Linked DNA regions of Zea mays: region 1 is linked to region 2. A link is a contact called in public Hi-C data. All regions are on one chromosome and are shown on one strand. Each heading gives the region's core, a stretch centred on a gene start, on an enhancer-like site or on the middle of the called end of the contact. The rest is flanking DNA. Distances are from core to core; before and after follow the strand shown.

The links. A called contact is a pair of places that touch in the nucleus more often than the background predicts.
Region 1: a contact with region 2 is called in a Hi-C map of ear, with 3 times the contacts expected there. The contact joins the promoter of LOC100284671 here to the promoter of LOC103650866 in region 2. A contact is called at or near these places in 4 of 25 Hi-C or Micro-C datasets (bundle sheath, ear, leaf and 1 more).

Annotation. Positions count from the first base shown.
Region 1 is chr3:169,646,764-169,653,935 of Zm-B73-REFERENCE-NAM-5.0, reverse strand. It overlaps LOC100284671, which reads right to left and starts at 1,883. Exons shown (of 5, transcript NM_001365697.1): 1 at 1,454-1,883. The coding sequence starts at 1,565.
Region 2 is chr3:169,280,126-169,286,619 of Zm-B73-REFERENCE-NAM-5.0, reverse strand. LOC103650866 (proline transporter 1) reads left to right here and starts at 2,532. Exons shown (of 8, transcript XM_008676456.4): 1 at 2,532-2,963; 2 at 3,065-3,289; 3 at 3,424-3,518; 4 at 3,622-3,808; 5 at 4,066-4,193; 6 at 4,279-4,494; 7 at 4,622-4,852; 8 at 4,929-5,368. The coding sequence starts at 2,855. The coding sequence ends at 5,078.

The DNA of each region.
Region 1 (7,172 bases), core at 634-3,133, 370 kb before region 2:
CATCAAAGCCAGAATTTAAAAAATTAACAGTTTAAAACAAAAACCAGCATCATGCTAGGCCAAGTTTCAGGAATTATTTATGTACTTCTTAGTGTTCTGAAATGAAAATACCGTGAACATTGGTGCAACCTAATCCCTGTTTGGAAGGAAAGCATGGTTTGATCACATACTACATGAGCTGGCCCAATGCAAGCTGCAGTTGCACAAGCCCAATTAGAAGTAACTAATTCCATACTCTATTTGCTTTGATGGGAAGAGTAAAGACTCCTACAGAGATTTTATGTTTGATTTGTTCTATGCATGTATATTGGGTAGGGCTTCAGAAACAAGAGCCTACGAGTCAGATGGGAACAGGGGGCAGCAATTCTGAAATCGGTGGCTTTGCAATTCCACCAGCAAGTCCAACAGAAAGATGACTCTCAGGTGATCATCAAGACTTGAAGACTTCAGTTCTTTGCTGCTTGGAAGTCACTCTTCGCTGGCTTGCGTGCCGTGGCACCCTCATCTGGCTTGTAATAGGTTGGTTCAGTTTTTAGTGTTAGCTTCTTATGAATGGCAGGCCTAGTGCAGTGGTGAGAGCTGTCTCACTGAGTCACCAGATTGCGGGTTTGAAGCGGCCTCTCCGCATTTGCGTGAAAAATGCATGCCTTGGTTTATCCTTTCCCCAGACCCCACTCATGTAGCGTCCTCCAGCAGCAAGTCTGCTCTTCTTATGTCGATCTGAAACTTGTTGTTTGCTGTGTGTGGCATACTCGCCGTCTGAAACTGGGAAATGACTTGAAACCAGTGCAATTTACTTACCGTCCATAATGAAATTCGGTTCATCCATTGTGGAAAAAACTAATGATTTATGAAGCAATTAAATTTTTTATAAGCTTCATTTGTCAAAACATGTTCACTGAAGAACTTTGATCGTACTTTCTAATTTTCGAGATTTTAACTGAAAATCCAGGCCCACTGTGATATGTTCCTTAAATTCTAAATTCAATAGGAGCAACACTTGGCAGCTTGTTTCTATTAAATGAAACAGACAGGTGCTAGCTGCTAAAGTTGACGTAGATCAGATAGCAAGCGCAGTTTACAAAATATATAGACTACAAAGTCCACTACAAATACTCTGGCTAGGCCAAATGGCATTTCAAACCCAAGCAAGAAATTGTGAAGACACACATCTTTACTCAGCAGAAATTTGCTTCAACTACTCAGTGAGACTGCTAGAATCTAGTAACGAGACTGAGGTGGAATCTAGGAATCCCTCAATACAACTTTGATATCTAGTAAACCTCACGAGCACAAATCAACTCACCCAACGAAGGCGATCTGTTTTAACTTCTGAGCAGAGCGCTAGAATTTGGGATTTGCATAAGACCAGTTTCAAATCCACCGAATTTCACGAGCACACAGTCCAAGGCACACTCAAATCGCAAGAGACATGAGGTCATGGTGCACTCACAAGTAGCGGTGACGTTCTGGCGGCCGTGGAAAGCGGCAGCGAGGACGTACTCGGAGCCGTGGAAGAAGACCAGCGCGGCCGCAAACTGCCAGGCCTGTCTCCGCCCCGACATGGTCAGGGTGGAGATCTGGAGCACCAGGCTTGCGCTAGGGCTCTGGGGTGCTGCCGTGCTAGGAGGAGATCAGTGGCGGAGACAACCACGAATCCAAGACCGGGCACAGACACAAAGTGGAGAAGGGAGGGCGTGGTCAGGCCTCACTGCCTCAGGCGGCCGTCGGCCGGACGTGGCCAGTGCCCGGTGGCCGGGCGGGCGCAGAGGCTAGATGGTGGGAGGTTGCCGGCTCACGGGGTGGCGGCGGGCGCGTCTGGCGGCGAGGAGGTGAAGGTGACGTTGTGGAGGTGGACTGGTGGAGGCGAGGCGCTGAGATGTGCCGTGTGCGGCAGTCGCGAGGAGATGGAGGCGCGCCCCCAAAAGACTTTCGGTTGCATAGGGACAAGAGGAGATCAAGGAAATTAAATTATTTTCTAATTAATTTTTGATTAAAAGGAGATTTAATCTTCTCTTATCTTCTTCTAACCGAACAAATCTTAAAGTGACGACGATTAGCCGAGGACGAGACGTGTGGAGACGAAGACCAGGATGCGAAAGCATAGGGTTTGGTCATTATCAAATTGTTCACTTGATTTTAATATGAAACAACTTCTATTGTTTTTACAATGTTTCATCTCTATGGATTACAGATAAAGCAGTCCAAACAACTGGCTCTAATTCAAAGTGAATAGGCCACATATGTTTTGGGTTGGGCCAAGTCAGGCCTTAGCTTCGCCACTAGAGGACATGCTTGGTCGCGAGGTGGGTCGAGGAAGGGATACCGCGTGCATGCATACGCTTTTAGACCAAAGGTATACCTATGCTTTTATCCACACACACCTGTATGGGAAAAGCGAAGTTAGTACTGGCTCGCGTTTGTGCTCCTAGTACCACAACATCAGCGGTGTACCACGTCGTTGCACGTGTCGACGCTGTTATGAGATTGCGGTGGCGGTGAGAGGTTTGCAGCGCTACTAGAGATGGGTCCACTGCGATGGAGAAGGTGACGGGAGGGATCGGGAGCGGTTGCTCGGGAGGTGGGGCTAGTTGGGTTCGTCTTGTGCTCGAACAACAACATGGTTAGACTAGACCCGAAAGCAACGTGGTTGAGATAGAGAGTAGCAGGGAGCATGCAACACTAAATGAAGAGAGCCTATGCTTCAAAACATCACACTCAGAGTTATGCCAGAAACTCTTTACCAAATCCATTTCATCAAATCCAACAACGTATTCCAAGATTCATGTGGTTCGAGCAACTGCTAATCGAAGGGCATAGAGAAACCAAATCTTACAAGCTAAGGCGATAACAGATTCTGCAAGCTACACATGCATAATAACAAGGATTGGATTTGAATACAGAAGGCGAGGGAAGGGGAAGAGATTGTGTCACCACATAGTACCTTTTTGTCCTAGTGAAGGGCAGTCCATATGTGGACCCTATCTGGACTGCCAGAAGAGGTACGCACCGAAGGTCATCGCGAAGTAGGTCGCCACCCGCACCATATTCTTTCCCTTCTTTGATCTCTCTAGTTGCGCCCCTTCCTTCGGCTCCACCATCGATTTGGGGATTTTGCAATGGCTGCGGGATGTAGCTTCTTCTAGGCATGAAGTACCACCAATGGACGACCCAGTATCTCTTCCGACCTTAGAGGAGCTATATGGGTTGGACCTTTATTCCCTTATGGGTCTAAATCGGTTGTGACTATGGGCATGTTTGATACATGAACTAACGAGAATATCAATATAGGGTTAATTCTAAACTAATAAAAGCTAACGATAGCTAATTGATGATTAGAGTCTATTAATTTCCATTAACTTATAATTGTATTGTATTTTTTATATTTTCGCAAGGTGAGCTAATTTTTAGCTCTATGATAAGAGCGCTCTTATTCATATAAGTAATCACTAACACACCTTTCTAGCCTTTCTAGTCATACCCCTTCAAAGGCCCTATTTTTACACTTGTACATAGTTCCTTCCTAGCTCCCACTTAAATAGAGTCAGTGTGCGCCTAGGAAACCTAGAATATAGTGGTATATGTCAGTTGACCCCAATGCTAAGTAGTTCATCAAAGATGCCTAGAGGCAACACCCTAGGAATAGTGAAGGCATGGCACGAATACGCTCTGCCATGGTGGGTCATTCTTTTTGTCCTAATCCATCCTTGATCAACATCTACCAGATGTCTCACCACCCTCCCGAGCCATTAGCTAAGGCCCTAAAATGGTTTAGGCAAAAAGTCGTAGGAATATAGCTAAGAATTGTGTAAGTAAGGCCCCCCGACATGGTAGAACTTTATGGCCTTCTTCATGACTTTATGCATGAATGATTTTTTACCTATCCTATGAAGCCTATCCTCATGTAACTCCTTCTTTGGCCCCCAAGGTGCTAGCACACTAGCTCAACAAGCAGGAGGTGGCATACTCATAAATAGCCAATCATGGTTCAAGTACTCTCTACTTATGAAACAATTTCCTTAATTGTTTTACCATACCTTTTGGGGGTCCAACTCTTAGATTAAAATGCAACCCTTTTGATCTCTTGTATAACAAAGTCATTGCATCTTTGCACAAGCTAGGATGGGTTGGTTTCTAGCAGCATGTCCCTGTGCTAAATGGAATGATAAATATGCCTGAAGGCAGTACCCCAACAATAGTCAAATCATGCTATAGATTTGCTCTACTATGGTGGGTCACTCTTCTCGGCCCGGTCTGCCCTTCCTTTGCTCCATCACACATGGGCTTGCTCTTGTGACACCACCATTCTAAGTCATCAGCTGGGCCTTAAAGAGGTTCTAAGAGTAGCATAAAAAACTTATAGATACGTATAGTGTAAGGGTGGCCGATGATAAGGTAATTTTTATTGCTTTCTCTAAGATTGCATGTAGGAATAACCTATACTTCTACTTATGCAGCATATTGCCCTCTTAGGGGCCTTGATGCTATCGGTGTCCTAAGGGCCATGCGAGTCCTATGCGAGCTTCTTGCACTATCAAGGGCCCCATATCCCAATAGTGATAGAACTTGAGGGGGGATTTGACAAAATGTGCTTAGGACCCTTATGGCGCCAAGGGTATTGTTTATGACTATGATACCACCACTTGGCCCTAGAACAACATCGAGCCAAGGGAAAGATCAATTCAGGGTCCATGGCATTATAGGGGGCCCAAAACCTACATTGCCCTACTCTTAGTTACTAGGCCCATAAGACCCCTAGAGTTTGAGGCAAAACTACTTTGGGACCTTTCTATGCTAAGCTCTTCAAACTTATTAAACCTCATATCCTGGGGCCCATGGAACAAATAAAGCCAACCCCTTGTGATGTTAAGTAGGTCGGGTCTAGCTTGGGTGGGAATCTGACATCGGTTTGGTGGTTGTGTGAACCCGGGTCCATTCAGCCATGAAATTAGCAAGAGATTGACTTTTGACTACATGGTAGGGGGACAAAGTTGATGTTGATCTCCGCCGGCTTTGCCTCCCACTTTGTGATGCATTCTATTGAATGCGGGTTATGAAGTATCGCTAATAGTGGGAAGGATGTAACCACTAGGATTGAATGCAGCTTGGAAATTAAATAATGGCACAACTTTTAGGATGCAACAAGGATTATGTACAAATCTTCTACGTCTTAAGGTACCTTGCCATGGCATCATAGAGGACTTCGCTAGCAAAATATACAGACCACTATACATGACACACGACATAATAAGAGGGGGGTGACTCAAGGGGGTTAGGACCTAGGAAATAGGGGTCTTAGTGCAAGGTCCCATAGACTCTAACCATATCTCAACCTATAGGATCATAGTCCATCCCCACAGACCAACACATGTCTTTTCTATACACTCTATCCTCACAAATGTGCACCCGAGAGCCCTCTAGGATCATAAACAATCCCCCATAGGCCAACACGAGTCTTTTCTGCACACTTTGTCCTAACTCATGTGTACTCAAGAAAACTTCCTAGTCGGCCACCAATCCCAAAATTACTATAAGCCAATCACTCATGTGATGCTCTAAGCCAAGTGCGCAGAAAAGACTTCCCCTCTTGGCCACGTTTGTGTCTAGTTTTATCATATGCCATGCCATGTGATTATTCTAAGTCCACATGCGACATGCATCAACCATTTGCTCAAACCCCTATCCCACATGTGCCACAAAACTTTGATGGTTGGCTCTAATACCATTTGTAACACCCCAGCCACTCTCAGACAAGTGGTAGTTACTCCTGTAATCATTTAGGATCATAGACCAGCCCAATAGACCAACATGGGTCCTTTCTATGCACTTTGTCCTTAATCATTCACACCCGAGAAAACTTTTTCGTCGATTAGTCATTCCGAAATTGCTCTAAGCCAACCATGCTTAACCTAGAGGTTCTTTCAAGATAGGCTTTCGAAAAACGGGACACCTTATTAGTATGAGTATTCTATCAATCCTATTAAGCCTTAGGCCAGGATATCACATCATCCAACTCGTGCAAAGGAGATGTGGCCTCAGCTTTAGGACCAGAGCCACTTAGGGCCTTAGTAGGAACCAGAGGCTCTTATCATTCACCAAGAGACTTGAGAGATGTTTGGGCCTTGAGTGTTCATGGGAGGGGCCTACTGATAGCCAGGGGCTCCAAGCTTTCAACAACTATGTTAGGACCACTAAGGACCCTAGTGAGAGCTCCCAACATTCACAACACACTATGAGAGATGTCGAGGGCCTCTGGTATTCATGGGAGGACCTATGTCAGCTATGGTCTCCTAGATTTCAATGATTGGGTCATAGCCTCTTAGGGCCCTAGTAGGGATAGGTGCTCTCGACATTCAATAAGGTTCCAAGAGATGTTGAGGGCCTCAAGTGTTCACGAGAGGGCTGGTGGTGGCTAGGAGCACTCATCTTTCAACAATTGGAACCTTGCTGTCAGGGTTGAATGTTAGGAAGTGGAAGTGAGTAAGTACAGAAGGTATGAATTAATGAACTCTTCTGTAAGCATGTGGAATTTAGTACAGAGAAGGTAACAAAGATATAACTCTTCGCCTAAATGGATTGCTATAGTCACTCATCAAATATGATTGTGTGCTGTCGAAACGCATGATCATTCAGTCCCAACATATATGTATTGTATTAGTGTTTTTTATGGATGGAGTAATCTTTTCCCATGAATCTAGGGTGTAGGCTTCCTAGGTAAAGTTGCTTGCTTTTTATACATCGTGATATTTTTATGGGGCCACTGAAAGGAACACAGACGCCTATGAATTAGGACTTCTAAAGTTCTCGCTAATCAAGGCCACAAATAATTCTCCTAAACAAAACCTATGCAAATAACTAAACAAGAATACACAACCTAGGTTTTGTCTAAGTGTTGCTATCTCTCCTTCAAAAGAGTTATGCAACATAAGTTCCAATCATTTATTCTAAACTAGGAATAGTAGAGAATAAAACTTAAGTACTTAATGTAAATGCAAAAGCTAAATACCAAAGGTAGATATTGCAAACTCCCATGGACGCGCCAGTATTTTTACCAAGGTATCTAGAACCACGCAAGGTTCTGACTGTTGGGTGGAGGCCGAACATGACCTCGATCATGAAACGAAGGCTTCTCCTTCTCATTTTCATCTAACCAGTACATAGGACCGTGAGCG
Region 2 (6,494 bases), core at 1,283-3,782:
GAGCCCGAGTCCGAGCCCTTCGGGCGATGCGGAGTTTCCTATGGCGCATGAAGCCGGACTTGGCTGCTGTCAGCCTCACTCTGTCGAGTGGCACAGCAGTCGGAGCGGCGCAGGCGGCGCTGTCCTCTTGTCAGGCCGGTTAGTGGAGCGGCGAAGTGACTGCGGTCACTTCGGCTCTGTCGACTGAAGGGCGCGTGTCAGGATAAGGTGTCAGGCCACCTTTGCATTAAATGCTCCTGCGATACGGTCGATCGGCGTGGCGACTCGGCTAAGGTTGCTTCTTGGCGAAGACTGGGCCTCGGGCGAGCCGAAGGTGTGTCCGTTGCTTGAGGGGGGTCCTCGGGCGAGACGTGAATCCTCCGGGGTCGGCTGCCCTTGCCCGAGGCTGGGCTCGGGCGAGGCGAGATCGTGTCCCTTGAGTGGACCGATCATTGACTTAATCGCACCCATCAGGCCTTTGCAGCTTTGTGCTGATGGGGGTTACCAGCTGAGATTAGGAGTCTTGAGGGTACCCCTAATTATGGTCCCCGACAAATATATTCCATGATTTTAAGTTTTGTTTTATTGTCTCTTCTCATGTCAACTTTGGCCTTCACATACCTCTCTTCCCATTACTATCACATCTTAGGATTTTATTAAGCACTAGTGCCTGTAGAGGTCTCTATTGAATATGTCCAGACCATCTCAACCGGTGTTGGATAAGCTTTTCTTCAATTGGTGCTACCCCGTGCCAATCACTTACATCATCATTCTGTACTCAGTCCCTTCTTGTATGTCCACAAATCCAACACAACAATATATTTCGGTAACACTTATCTTATGAACACGACGTCTTTTTGTACACCAACATTTTATACCATACAATATGACGTGTCGCCAAGAGGGCGTCGATCAGGTTGTTGCTTATTTAATATCATACCTAGGTTCTGTTATGACACATCGCTAAGAGAGTTATGTCCCAATAGATTTATTTAGGTTTCATCTTTATTAGAATGGTGAGTTTCAATATCAGCTCATCAAACGTGTCGTAACTTAATAGTCGACTTAAAGACATGCTATGTTAAGGAAACATAGGGTATAACCGCAGCTTAGAAGCAAATTAAACATGAAATACACCAGCGTGGTTAGCTCGTAGACCGACGACTGGCTTGTCAATGGGTCTGTTTGTTTCGGCTTCTGGCAGCTTCTGGCCACCAAAAGCTGCTACGGACTACCAAACACTCAGCTTTTCAGCCAGCTTCTATAAAATTCGTTGAGGCAAAAACCATCCAAAATCAACATAAACACATAATCGGTTGAGTCGTTGTAATAGTAGGAATCCGTCACTTTCTAGATCCTGAACCCTATGAATAACTTTATCTTTATCCACACGTAATCGTAATGATACTCAGATTCTCCACACAGCCAGATTCTCCCTACAGCCAGATTTTCAGAAAAGCTGGTCAGAAAAAAGCTGAACCAAACAGCCCCAATGGCTGGTGGGCCAACACGCTTATCAGTAGCTCAATAGTCGACTCAGGATAGCGGTAGCCAGGTTGCCGAGTAGACTGAGCCCAGCAGATTACCCAAAATTTACTCATATGTATTGTTTTGCGTAGCAAACTATAAATAAATCAATAAAATACGAGTCATACGAGTCCCTGCTATCCTATCGGCACCGACTGAGATGCTAGATGAGATGCTGGATCCTATCGGCACCGACTGCCATGTCCGTCATACGAGTCCCTGCTATCTGTCAGCTCTCTAAGTTCACTCTCGGTCGTTTAGACTTTCCGCAGCGCATGCCGCTCTACCTCCCTCTCCCCTTGCATGTCGGCTACAGGAGACCCCCTACGCCCGCATTGTTTGCCTCTACACAGCCCCCTAGCGAGCGGAGTTCTTCTCTCTCCCTCCAGTTCTGGCATGTCACTGTTCACGCGCCCTAACACTGTTTGGTACTGCGGCTGTGGGCCCGCGATGAATTGTTAGTAGATGAAAAGTTGATAGTGGATAAAAAGTAGGTATATAAAATGATATTTTATGGTTGTGGTGGGGTATAGCCTATAGGGGAAGTGTTTAGGGGGAACCGCTGCGGGAGATAAAAGTAGGGGATGAAATGTTGATGATGTGATACCAAAAGTGATATATGGGGAAAATTTTAAAGGGAACCACTACGGATAGTATTAAGGCTGACATATTGCTATTTTTTAATCGCTATATTCCCAATTAACCAATAAAATAATAATTTTGATAAAATCCGCCATCTCACGCAACCATTTTTTTCTGCCACCCAGCTAACGGACACAGAAAAGAAGGAGATGGCCGACGCGCGCAGATGGGAGAGACAGAGAGCAAGTTGGAACCGAGGACTACGACACAGTCACACTACGTTCTCCTACGTAACAGCAGCACGACGTTATAGCACTGAATCCGATGACGCGCCGGCCGGCCTGCCTGCAGTGGGGCTGTGGGGGTCGAGACCGACCGGAGAAGAGAAGGAAATCGCAACCGCTACACTAGCCCTTGTTTGGCTCTTCGCTATGTCGTATATGCGAGCGAGCTCTAGTGCCTCAACTTTCGAAACCAAAGGCGAATTGCCCTATCGGCTTTATCTTTTCTTTTCTATCTTGGACAGCCAGCTTTCAGTGGAAATAGACCCTTTGTTTCTTCTCTCTCTTTTTTTTTACCCTTGGTGTTCTATAGTAGTCTATACCCGTGAACGAATTAATGGGCAATCGTGGCTTTTCGCTTCTTCGTGCGTTGCCTGCCTATATATGCAGCGTGATGGGGGGCATGTCCCTCCGGCCTGGGCCGTTACTAGCTTAGCTCATATACGTACGTACGCAGGAAGGCTGCAAGAGAGAGGAGCAATATAATGGCTGGTTCTTCGATGGACACTGAAGCTGCAGGCAAGGAGCTCAAGCAGGGCAGCGGCGGCGGCGGCGGCTACACCATGCCGGCTACTGCTCATGCGGTGGACACAGGTATGTATGAAGCGAACGAAACATGCATGCTAGGCTAGCTGTTGTGATTTTTCTTCAACTATGGTTGTCATGTTGTCGCCTCTGCATGCATGCGCGCGCAGACTCGTGGCAGCAGGTGGGGCTGCTCCTGGTGATCGGCTTCAACTGCGCCTACGTGCTCAGCTTCTCCAACCTCATGATGGTGCCCCTGGGCTGGGCGTGGGGCGTCGCCTGCCTGCTGCTCGTCGGCGCCGCCGCGTGGTACGCCAACTGGCTCCTCGCCGGCCTCCACTTCGTCGACGGCCAGAGGTTCATCCGCTACAGGGACCTCATGGGCTTCATATTCGGTAAGCACGCATTAGCTTCGCTTAGCTAACTAAAACGTACGACACCTTTCATTTGGAAAGAGGGAGTGCCACCTCATACAGTATGTGTTTGTCTTCTTTTTTTATATATACGCTTTAATTTGTTTGTTCTCAAGGGAGGAACATGTACTACATCACCTGGTTCCTGCAGTTCGCAACTCTACTTCTGTGCAACATGGGCTTCATTTTGCTAGGAGCAAGAGCGCTCAAGGTAAACAAAAAACTGTATCTGACCAGTGGTGGAGACTCCTAGTAGTATATATATAGCAGTAAATTAGTAATACGTACTCGTGGTTATTGTTATTATTAACCAGGCAATCAACACGGAGTTTACCCACACCCCAGCCAGGCTGCAGTGGTTCATCACGGCCACGGGAATCGTTTACTTCGCCTTCGCCTACTTCGTGCCGACGATTTCTGCCATGAGGAACTGGCTCGCCACGTCGGCGGCGCTGACGTTAGCTTACGACGTCGCTCTGCTGGCTATCTTGATCAGAGATGGTGACACGGCTTCTCTCTCGCTCTCTCTCTCTCTCTCTCTCTCTCTCTCTCTCTCTCTCTCTCTCTCTCTCTCTCTCTCTCTCTCTCTCTCTCTCTCTCTCTCTCTCTCTCTCTCTCTCTCTCTCTCTCTCTCTCTCTCTCTCTCTCTCTCTCTCTCTCTCTCTCTCTCTCTCTCTCTCTCTCTCTCCTCTGCTGTTTTGGATCTCATTCTGCAATCTGCATGCGCTTGAATCTGCTGTCCTTTCGTTTCTCGTTAGGGAAATCGAACAAGCAGAAGGACTATGACGTCCATGCCGGATCCCAAGCCGAGAAGGTGTTCAACGCGTTGGGCGCCGTCGCTGCCATCCTCGTCTGCAACACGTCCGGGCTGCTCCCGGAGATACAGGTCCGTACACGATCGAGCTCGCCGGCGGGCGACGTGGACTCGCGACGCTCTTAATTGGTTGTTAACTAGTTTCGCCGTTTTTCAGTCGACGGTGCGGGAGCCGGCGGTTCGCGGCATGAGGCGGGCGCTGCTGCTGCAGTACACCGCCGGCGCCGCGGGGTACTACGGCATCAGCGTGGCGGGGTACTGGGCGTACGGGTCAGCGGTGTCGGAGTACCTCCCCAACGAGCTCGGCGGCCCGAGGTGGGCCGCCGTCCTCATCAACGCCACCGCCTTCCTGCAGAGCATTGTGTCCCAACACGTACGCACGCGCGCGCACGCTATGTAATAATAGCCTAATAATATAGACGACGTACTAGCTACGACAGCGCTAACAAAGCTAGCCGGCCGCCGGGCGGGCGGCGGACAACATGTGTGCACGCATGCAGCTGTTCACGGTGCCGATCCACGAGGCGATGGACACGCGGCTGCAGCGGCTGGACGAAGGCATGTTCTCCCGCTACAACCTCACGCGCCGCGTCTGCGCGCGGGGGCTCGTCTTCGGCTTCAACGTCTTCGTCACCGCGCTGTTCCCGTTCATGGGGGACTTCGTCAACCTCGTCGGCTCCTTAGCGCTCGTCCCGCTCACCTTCACGTTCCCCAGCATGGCCGTCCTCAAGGTAAACGATCGAACAACCACCTGCTTGCTCGATCGATGCTCGATCTGTCTATGATTTGATCGTCTACGTGCTGCAGATCAAAGGCAAGAGCGGTGGGAGATGTAACAGACTTTGGCATTGGGGCATCATAGTTCTGTCCTCGGCTCTCTGCGTTGCTACCACCGCCGCCGCCGTTCGTTTGATCTTCAACAATGCTAGGATCTACCACTTCTTCGCCGACATGTAGCGAGCGAGTAGTAGTGGGATTGACATGTGTATCGTCACCACGAGGTGATAGTATGGCCACTTCGTTCTCAATTTTTTGCTTGGTTCAAGAGTGGAAGGGTACGGTGGTCACTTAGCTCATGTTTGATAAGGGCACTACATGATTAATAAGCATGCATCATGTACGTAGTCATCCTATCAAAATTTAGAAAAATGAGCTTATTGTGATCGATGGACCACCTCCCTCTAACCAAACATCTCTGTTTTCCGTGAAAGCTTAAAAGGCAACTCGTGAATGTGTTCTTTTAGACACCTCATGCCTATTATTTCTTGGAAGTATAGAATAATGTTGAGAGTTGTAAACATACATGCATGTCGCATCTAGCCCTTTTGTCTATCACACGTGTGCTACCTGTAGACTAATTGCATTATAGTGTGACTCTTGGGACTCAGACTCATGATTATATATAAAAAGTATTGAAATTGAGGTGTCTTAAACTAGTAAATCGAAGTGGAATGTATAAAAAGACTAAGGGTGCATTTGGTTGGAGAGTCAATTAGAATGGAGCGGCTCTATTTTATTTTTTTAGAATTAAGTCATTCTATTTCGCGTTTAGCAAACAGAACAGCCGCTCCATTTTTTATTTGGTTGAAGAGTACAATAGAACGGAGCCGCTCCATTCTTTGTTTGTTTGCAGAGTCATATGAGTGTAGAGGGTAGGAGAGGGAGGAGAAAGCTCGCATCCGATTGTTTTTGTTGAACAGGAGTATTCCAACTATTTATGGTTCGAGCGATGAAGTCCATCAACATGTATAGTTGCTCTCACTTTGATCAATGAACTATTATATATTTAGTCCAATATAACATGTACCATGCTTCCACTCAAATGCAATGCAACTTGCACAAGCAGCCATGGAGCCAGCTTAAATAATCGAGGTTCTCTTGATATGTGTGTTCTCTAATTTATCACTAGAAGGTTTGCATTGTATGACCTTATCACCTCTACTTAAACCCTTGGGCCATCATCAATTTCTCGCAGTTGTCATCACTGGACTATAGAGCAGCATCACAGCAAGAAATGTGTCATTCTATGACGTTTATGGCATGACATCATGTCAAAATGTCATTAAATTAAGCACATATGTAAATGCACGCCAGTGCCCATGGGTACTGTGAAATACTCATGTTTTTGAAACAAACACAAATATATGTATATGATATGATATGTATACTTGCTAGGTATTGCATGCCCAAAGCCCAACAGAAACTAGGGCGGGGCGACGCCCAGCGTCAGCGGCCGCGGCACCGGCGTCCCAGCCCTGCAAGACGGCTGCGGCAGCCCGCGATGGCACGGTATGGCTTCGGCTTGCTCCGTTGGAGTAAGCCAGTAAGGTGAGCATAACATCCATTCTTCTCTTTATTGTAAATTTAAGATTT